3 separate regions of the Zea mays genome follow, and regions 1 and 2 are each linked to region 3. Evidence: chromatin contacts called from public Hi-C data. All regions are on one chromosome and are shown on one strand. The core of a region is the stretch at or near the end of the contact, and the rest is flanking DNA. Distances in the headings are between cores, read along the strand shown.

Region 1 (2,700 bases), core at 92-2,591, 180 kb before region 3:
TATGTTGGCAAGTGGCTCAAGGTAAAATGTTCATTCTTTTTTTTCCCTACTTCTTATGTGCTGTGTTTAGCTGATTAGTGGCCTCCTAAAATTAGTTGTTTGCCGAGATGGGCAAATAATTCATCCTCTCGTGTTGTTCCGTTTCGATCATTGAAATGTCTATCGTTTCTCTGCCTAGGTTCTTTTTGTATTTGATCTATTATCATATTCTTGTCTTCTCATATTATTTATTTTAAGCTCAAGATTTCGCAGTTTATTTTATAAATGATCATACAGTGTTTGCCTTGTTACATTATTTATACTCACAAAACGTAAAAATCTAGGGCCATGTGCCGTCACCCCCGTCACACTTGGCACTGGACAGCCCTGGCCGTGAAGATAATAAGTGTGAGATTAATTTTAAGCGGCTCTTTATATCATTCATAATTGTTAGAAATAGATATCTTACGGCAGAGCACTCTCCAACATCTTTTTTAAATTGGCTATCCAAGAATATCGTCATCTATTTCAAAATTCTCGCTAGCCACGGATAGAAAGTTAAAATAATTCTTTAGAGTGTGTATAAGATATATAAATGTCGGAGGATGAAAAAAATTTAAAACTATTTAGAGGGTGAGTTTATAAAAAACTCTAACTACAAAATGATAATGATAGAACCAAAGGTTAAAAACAACAAGTCTTTGGAAGAAATAAAATGGCTATCTGTGTCCGTTCTCATGAGACACGCTAAAAAATCTATAAAATTTTCATAGAGGTAAAAAAGATCTGGCAACCAACCAATTCTATATACATTAATCACCATTTCTCATAATAACATCTAATTTTTAAAAAAAATATCCCCTTGTTAAGAATAACCTAACATAAGCCCATAAACATGTATCTAAATTACCCACCTCACTTAATATAATCATAATCTAAAGTGACGCACAAAATTTACATTTTAATTGCCTAACTATGATTATAATATATAATCTAAGCAACACATTAAGTTTACATCTAAATTGCAAGCTCTTATATTTTTCAAAATTAAATAAAATATACAAATCAACAAAATTTTGTTATGAAAAATGTAAATTACCATAAATTATATTTATGCATGGTTCTAAGTTGCCCACTTCTATCGCTGATGGCCTATAAAAACATGTGTTTTGCATGTTCAACATTCCTAAAAAGTGCCCCTTGAAAGGCTCATATGAATTCATCTGCAATTATATTGATATCCATCACAAAAAATTGTAACTACTTTATATAAATCTATTTCTATAAAATTATGAGGACATTTTACAATTAATAATATAATTATAAACACACTGTTTTTTTAAATACTGCTACACATTACTTCTAGTTAAAAGTTACACGGGAACGCTGCGCGCAGAGCGTTTCACGCGACTCCATCCTTTTAGGCAGCGACGCGTGCGTGCGGTACAGTGGGCCCGTTTGGCTGTTGGTCGGCGTAGGTGTGGGCCCGCAGTGGGACGACAGCACGACGCGCCCGTCTCCTCGCGTGGGTGTGGGCCCGCAGTGGGACGACAGCACGACGCGTCCGTCTCCTCTCAGGTCGTCCCGTCTCCTTGCGTGGGTGTGGGGCAACAGCACGACGCGACGGGCGGCGCGGGCGGCTGGATCTGCGACGGACGGCGCGGGCGCCCGTCTCCTCTCAGCTCGCGACGGAGCCACGACAGCCAGCGACAGCGCGTGACGGCGCGTGGGTTGCGCCCGCCCGGCGCTTCGCGTGGAGCTCGATTGCGACACAGCCCCAGACCGCGATGCAGATCTCGGCTGCGACGCGGCTGCCAACGGCAGCGCGCCGGTGTCCGCGCGCGAGGACGGTCGTCGGCTGTCGGGCGTGCGTGGTGCCGTGATCTGCGACGAACGGCGCGGGCGATCGGGTCTGTGAGACTGCGACGGAGTGACGCCGGCCAAGGACGGCGCGTGGGTTGCGGCCGGCGCTTCGCCGTTAGCCAGGTCAGTGCTCTCCTCTTCTGTGGACCTCGAAGTACGCAGCCGTGCTCCGCGGTGCCTATGCCCATAGGGTTAGGTGAGGGTTAGTCACCGGATTCTAAAATCCCACAAATCCGCGCCCTGCCTTGCCTCGATGCGTGCTCCGCATCCGTCCCGTCGCCACTGCTTTTGCAACAGCGTCGGCTCGCTGTGCTTCTGTCCTTCGCCATAGCGCCCATGTCGCTGCTTTTTATTTTACTACATATATGGAGCACCTTCACTCGTCTCTTCCTCTTTCCCTCCGCCTGGTACTCGGCGCAAGCGCCTTTCTCCTCCTCGACTCCGTCGTCGTGGTCCGTTCCTTTCTTCGGATCCTAATTTCTCTTGTGTCGATTCCTGCTCATCTCTTCGTTGGATCCGTGTGCATTGGCTCATAGTGTCTGTTGTTCTTGTAGGTCTGCTACGTAGCAGAAGGGCAGGCACGCGCAGATCCTCTGGCTGTCCTGTCGGTCTCTTCTGCAGCTGTTCCAGGTGAGCCAGTCCTTCCACCATTCCTCTCTTTGTTATCTTGATTTGGTGTCGTGATTCATTTGGTCCTACACGTTTTAGCCCTACTTTCTATTCTGTTTGCATGCATAGATGGTTGTTTCCCATTTCACTGAGAAGTCTATCTACATTAGAAAAGGCAAATGCCAGATGTCAGCGACAACATAAAAAGAATACTAACATTGGAAAGTGGTTTCCAAGGTTGAGCTGTTC
Region 2 (2,700 bases), core at 87-2,586, 130 kb before region 3:
CCACCTCGGCATCAGCCTCCCCTTGGCTGCCACCGGCGGCGTCAGTAGTAGCATTCAAAACATTTTCTGTTGGCTTCGTCACACCGACGGACACCCCAACGCCAAGCACGTGCACGATGAGCTGCTCGTTGATAAATTGCTCTGCGAAAAAGGGCCAGGTTGCCATGGGCACACCGGCTGCAACAGCCTCCATGATGGAGCCCCATCCACAGTGCGTCACGAAGCCGCCAATGGCCGGATGGGCCAGGATGGCCACCTGGGGCGCCCACCCGCGCACCACCAGACACTTGCTGCCTGCGACGCCGTCTGCGTCGGTATTCTCTCTTAGCCAATCCTTGACGTCGTCGGGCAGGGAGTCGGCGCCCTTGACGAGCCAGAGCACAGGTGAGCGGCATGCGACAAGCGCCATGCCGAGCTGCATGAGCTGAGCGGGTGGCATGCGCCCGAAACTGCCGAAGCTCACGTACACCACGGACTTGGGCGCCTTGGCGTCCAGCCACGCCATGCATCGCCTCGCATCATCGTTCGACACGAGCCGAGGATCCAGGCTTGGCGCGCAGCACAGCGAGACGGGCCCAACGGCGATCACCTTTTTGCCCGTCGCCTCCGCGAGTAGCGCCGTCGAGCCGCTCTCCAGCTCCTCGAAGGTGTGCACCACGAAGCCGTCCGCGGCCACGTCGAAATCCCGGATCCCCTGCAGCGCCTTCCCGGCGACGGAAGTGGTCGGCATGAAATGCGGCGGGAGCTGCCTACGCGACAGCCTGAGCCGGAAAGGCGGCGGCAGCGCTGGGACGTCGAACAGCTCGTCGTCAGCCAACGCGGCAGCCTCCTGCGGCCTGTGCCTGTACAGGTGCTCGATGCAGAGCAGAGCGAAGGCGCCGAAACCGTGGAAGACGTAGCAGGGAACTTCAAGCTGGCGCGCCAGGCCCAGCGTCCACGTCTGGCACGCCCCGGAGACGACGCAGCTCGGACGGCGCAGCGCTTCGCCGAGGCAGTGCCGCGACACTGCCTCACCGAAGCCTTTGTTGGCCACGAAGAAGCGAGGCACCTCGGCCTGGGACCGGAGCAGGTCCATCCTCTCGCAGCCCTCGGGCAGGCCGGCGTCCGCGGCCGGGAACGGGACTGCGGTAACCGTGATCGTAGTCGTGGCACCGTGTGACTGTGCGCGGTCGACACGGCTCTGTGCTATCGCTGCATTGACGGGCGTAGTGATGATGGTGACCTCGGCTCCGTGGGCCGCGAGGAGGCAGCCGAGGTCTGCCATGGGGATCACGTGGCTGATGGTTCCTGTGAATGGGATGAGCGCGAAGTGAGGCTTGGCGGCTCTGTCCATTTCTCGCTCGCACAGGCTGATAGTATAGTGGCAGGCAGGTAGAGTTAAGACGGGTCTGTGGATGGCCGATCGGCCTAGTAGTTACGTATCAGGCTTTGTTGATGAGCTTTTGTGGCAAGCTGCTGAGCTCTTGCCCCTATATATGCAGGTGCAGTGACCGTGCACTGCGTATGCCTACACGTCTACACGACATTTGTTGCAGTCTGATGCAGACTGGTCCATGAGACAATGGTACCATGACTGTCACTGCTGCACACCAATGGGAGTCGGGAGATGACGATGAAGCAGAATTTGTCTACCACGAGAAGATCAGTACGTGTGGAATATTAACTTCTCTTTTCTGTAAGTCCAAATTGTCCTCATGACGTAAGGTCTTGCATCGCTTAGACTGTAGAACGTCATCAGTGACGTCGCAGAGCTTTCTTGGCTGGGATAACAATGTTCGGCGGCTGGTTAGACGGGCGCTAACGCTTACCAGTAGTTCAATGTACTTTAAATTGTCAGTTGTTCGTGCATCACTAAGATTTCTATATATCATATACAGTTTCTTTATATAACACAAACCAACATGATCTGTAGTTTAGATGCGTGCTCTATTACTAGTGATCACGGTTTAAACCTCAACAAGTGATATTTTTTATATATTTCATTGGTGGACGAGCGAAAGACACACGAATAAACTCGTGTTTTATGGTAATGATAATGATAGAGATTTTAGTGAAAAGACTTATCCAACAGTTTTCTAACTAGATTTTTAGAACTTCTCATTCACCTTTCTTTTCTCCCTCATAAAAAGTATACAACAGAGCTAATAAAAGTCGTCGAAGGGTGGAGAGATTCATATAAGGATTTGTTTGGTGACTAGAGAATTGGGAAGATTGTGGGGGAGGAAATCCTTTGCTATTCAAAATATTGAATAGTAAGAGATTTCCTCCCCGTCAATTACCTTCAATTCTATGATCATCAAACCAGCTCTAATAGTTTTTACTAAAATGACACCGTAAAAATTTAAACAATGCACGGTATGTTTAATTGTGGCTATAAAATAGCACATCTTTCTATTATTTTAGATGTCTGGATTTTAACATAATTCCATGCAACACTCTTATACCACCAACAATACAAGTAAATTGTTACTTTTTAATTTGTTATTTGTCTTTATATCAATAGATATAAAAAATTTGTCCTTGCATGACAATAGAAACAATTGTAAATTGAATTATCTTTATGCCAACATAAATTACATTTTGTCAGGATTATGGTTTTTCTAACATATTTTTTGTTCTCGGAACAGAAAAAATATACCGTGGCTATCGAAATTGCAATGAACTAAACCTACAAATTAAATATACAACGTATACGATAAC
Region 3 (2,725 bases), core at 32-2,531:
ATCCGTATATACATATGTATAATTTATATTCAATATTAAAAATAATTGACCATGATGTTCTACTGGTTAAATGACTTCACTTAGTGTCTTCCGTCGTTCTTTTATCAGGGTTTATGTTCAAATCTCACCTCCGTGCACTATTTTTTAAAATATTTCATGCTAATTTCACCACCCGACTGGATATGAAAAGTTTATAGGATATCTATTTGCTGCTCGTGCTCCGTTGCAATTTTTTTCTCTGTAAGACCATTTATGAGTTGCCGCAAAGCCCATAAAATAAGTGGTTCTTTGCGGAGCTGTCGTAAAGCCCATAAAATAACACTGATTCTTTGCGGACCTGCCGTAAAGCCCAGAATCGCCGACGACGCTTCGCAGACAGCGGCCGGAGCGGCCCGCTTGCAATGCTAAAGGTAATTAGGCCCTATTTGGAATCTTAGTATTTTTACAGTTTTGAAGGAATACTTTAGTATTAGATGATACTATGGTATATAAAGCCAAAATATGTATGTTTGTACCGGTTAAAACGCAGTTTTGAATATCATGGTCTATCTAAAACTGTAGTATTTTTACAGTTTTGAAAACTCCACTTAAACTTCAGTTTTCAAAGGCTTAGGGGATGTTTGGGAGTGAAGTTTTTTCATAGTTTTAGAAGAATACTGTAGTATTCTCAAATACTGCAGTATTATATACAAAATGGTGTTTGGCAAGCCGGCTAAAATCTTTGTTTTCAAAACTGAAGTATTGCAAATACTATGATTGTTTTAAGGTATTCTAAACTTAGGTCTGGACCTCAGTTTTCAAAACTGCGGTATTGTCATGACTAAAGTATAATGCAGTATTTCAAAAACTGTGGTTTTCAAAAACTTTGTTCCCAAACAGGGCCTTAGTAGCCATAGCGCTGCCTGTGATGCATACGATTGTACGTGAGAGAGCACATGGCCAAACAGTTCTTAGTATTTTTGAAAACTATGGTTTTAATGTGGTTTTTGAAAACTACAGTATTTTTGCTATGAACAAATGTAAACCATAGTATTTCAAAACTGTAGTATCTAAAAAATTTGTTGCCAAACTGGCCCTTACTGGGTGTTTGGTTTGAGAAATGAACTAGTCCATCGTCTTCTTATCCTCACTATTTTTGTTTGGTTTGTGAAATAAAATGAGTTTATCAATTACCATCTCATTCATCATAAATAGTGAGTACTAATATAAAGAATGGAGTCATCCCACCAAATATAAGAAATAAACCTATAATATACACCTTAATTTAGATGGTATGATTCCTTAAACCAACACTCCATACGTTACACAGCTCATGTGACACGAGGCCAAGAAAACCAGTCAAACTTCCGCGCACTGCCGTCTGTCCACTATGGCCTTCGCCGCCTCCCCTTCCCTCTCCGCACTCGCTTCCTCCTCGTCGTCAACCGCCGCCGCCCCCACGCCTTCTTCCAACCCTTTGCACGAGCCGAGGCCTCTCCACCTCTCGCTCAAGCCCGTCTTACCCCTCCCCAAACCGCATGCGCTCTCCTGCTCCGCGCCGCACATCCCCCGCGCCGCCGCTGGGGACGGATCGGGCGTCGGGAATGGAGGCAAGGATGGAGGCGGCGGCGGGGGTGGCGAGGATGAAGACGACTGTGACGATGCGGACTTCGGTCCGCTGCTCGGCTTCAACGAGGTGCTGCACCTCGCCGCGGCGCGCGGCGTTGCGCTCCCGGGCGACATGCTGGAGGCGGCCAAGGACGCCGGCATCCGGGAAGTCCTCTTGCTCCGCTACTTCGATCTGCAGGTCCTCGAATTTCAGGGAATTTGTATGGAAGATTCAAACGTGGCCGTTTTTTCTCATTCCTTTGATATTGATCTGCAGGCCGCGCCGTGGCCACTAGGCGTGTTGATCCGCGCCTTCTCGATGCTCCGCAACCGGATGCTCGCCGACCCGTCGTTCCTCTTCAAAGTTAGCACCGAGGTGGATGCGATTGGTCAGTTATTATTTTCAAGTGGTCAGAAGGTAGCAGTTCGGCTGTTGCTAACAATTGCGTTCTGGGCTCAATGCAGATTGTGATCGACTCTTGCTGCGCGACATTTGCAGAGGTGCAGAAGAGGGGAAAGGATTTTTGGGCAGAGTTTGAACTGTACGCTGCTGATCTTCTTGTCGGTGTAGCAGTTGATATTGCACTTGTGGGGCTGCTGGCTCCATATGTGAGAATTGGGAAGCCATCTGCTTCAACGGGTCTCTTTGGAAGATTCAGCAGGATGGCTGGATCTTTGCCAAGCAGGTGAAATTTCGTTTCCAGTTGTTGTCTGTGGAGCTTTTTACTGCACCATGAATAAGAATTGAACTTAACCTGTATACCACTCCCATGTCCGTTTCGCCATCTATGAAATTGAAAGAGAATGGAGATTTTGCTAAACTAGCTATGGAGCTTTGACTTAAAAAATCTAATTCTGTATGGCACTAAGATTTTTAAAACTGCAGTGTTTTTGAAGCTGAAAGACCAGGCTGCAGATTTACAGCCCAGCAAAGAATCGGAACATACTTTTACAAGGTAATGAACCTTACGTGGCAAAGATACTCTCAACTTTGAGCCATGTATGATTGTTAGTTCAAACTACAGGAGCATTGCCATGTTGTGTGTACAAATTATACTGGCATAACTGTTTGAACTGCAGGGTGTCTTGTATGGTTCAGTTGGATTTGTCTGTGGCATAATTGGTCAAGGAATTGCTA

The links. A called contact is a pair of places that touch in the nucleus more often than the background predicts.
Region 1: a Hi-C map of tassel shows a contact between it and region 3, with 1.7 times the contacts expected there. The contact joins the promoter of LOC103646196 here to the promoter of LOC100277077 in region 3. A contact is called at or near these places in 3 of 25 Hi-C or Micro-C datasets (ear, leaf and tassel).
Region 2: a Hi-C map of tassel shows a contact between it and region 3, with 2.6 times the contacts expected there. The contact joins the promoter of LOC100273051 here to the promoter of LOC100277077 in region 3. A contact is called at or near these places in 2 of 25 Hi-C or Micro-C datasets (ear and tassel).

Annotation. Positions count from the first base shown.
Region 1 is chr2:29,058,956-29,061,655 of Zm-B73-REFERENCE-NAM-5.0, reverse strand. LOC103646196 reads left to right here and starts at 1,341. Exons shown (of 7, transcript XR_004856163.1): 1 at 1,341-1,965; 2 at 2,397-2,472. LOC100526753 reads left to right here. Exons shown (of 5, transcript NM_001199032.3): 5 at 1-47.
Region 2 is chr2:29,014,636-29,017,335 of Zm-B73-REFERENCE-NAM-5.0, reverse strand. LOC100273051 reads right to left here and starts at 1,336. Exons shown (of 1, transcript NM_001147500.1): 1 at 1-1,336. The coding sequence starts at 1,333.
Region 3 is chr2:28,880,742-28,883,466 of Zm-B73-REFERENCE-NAM-5.0, reverse strand. LOC100277077 (Protein RETICULATA chloroplastic) reads left to right here and starts at 1,281. Exons shown (of 7, transcript NM_001150743.1): 1 at 1,281-1,786; 2 at 1,865-1,963; 3 at 2,053-2,273; 4 at 2,474-2,543; 5 at 2,668-2,725. The coding sequence starts at 1,370.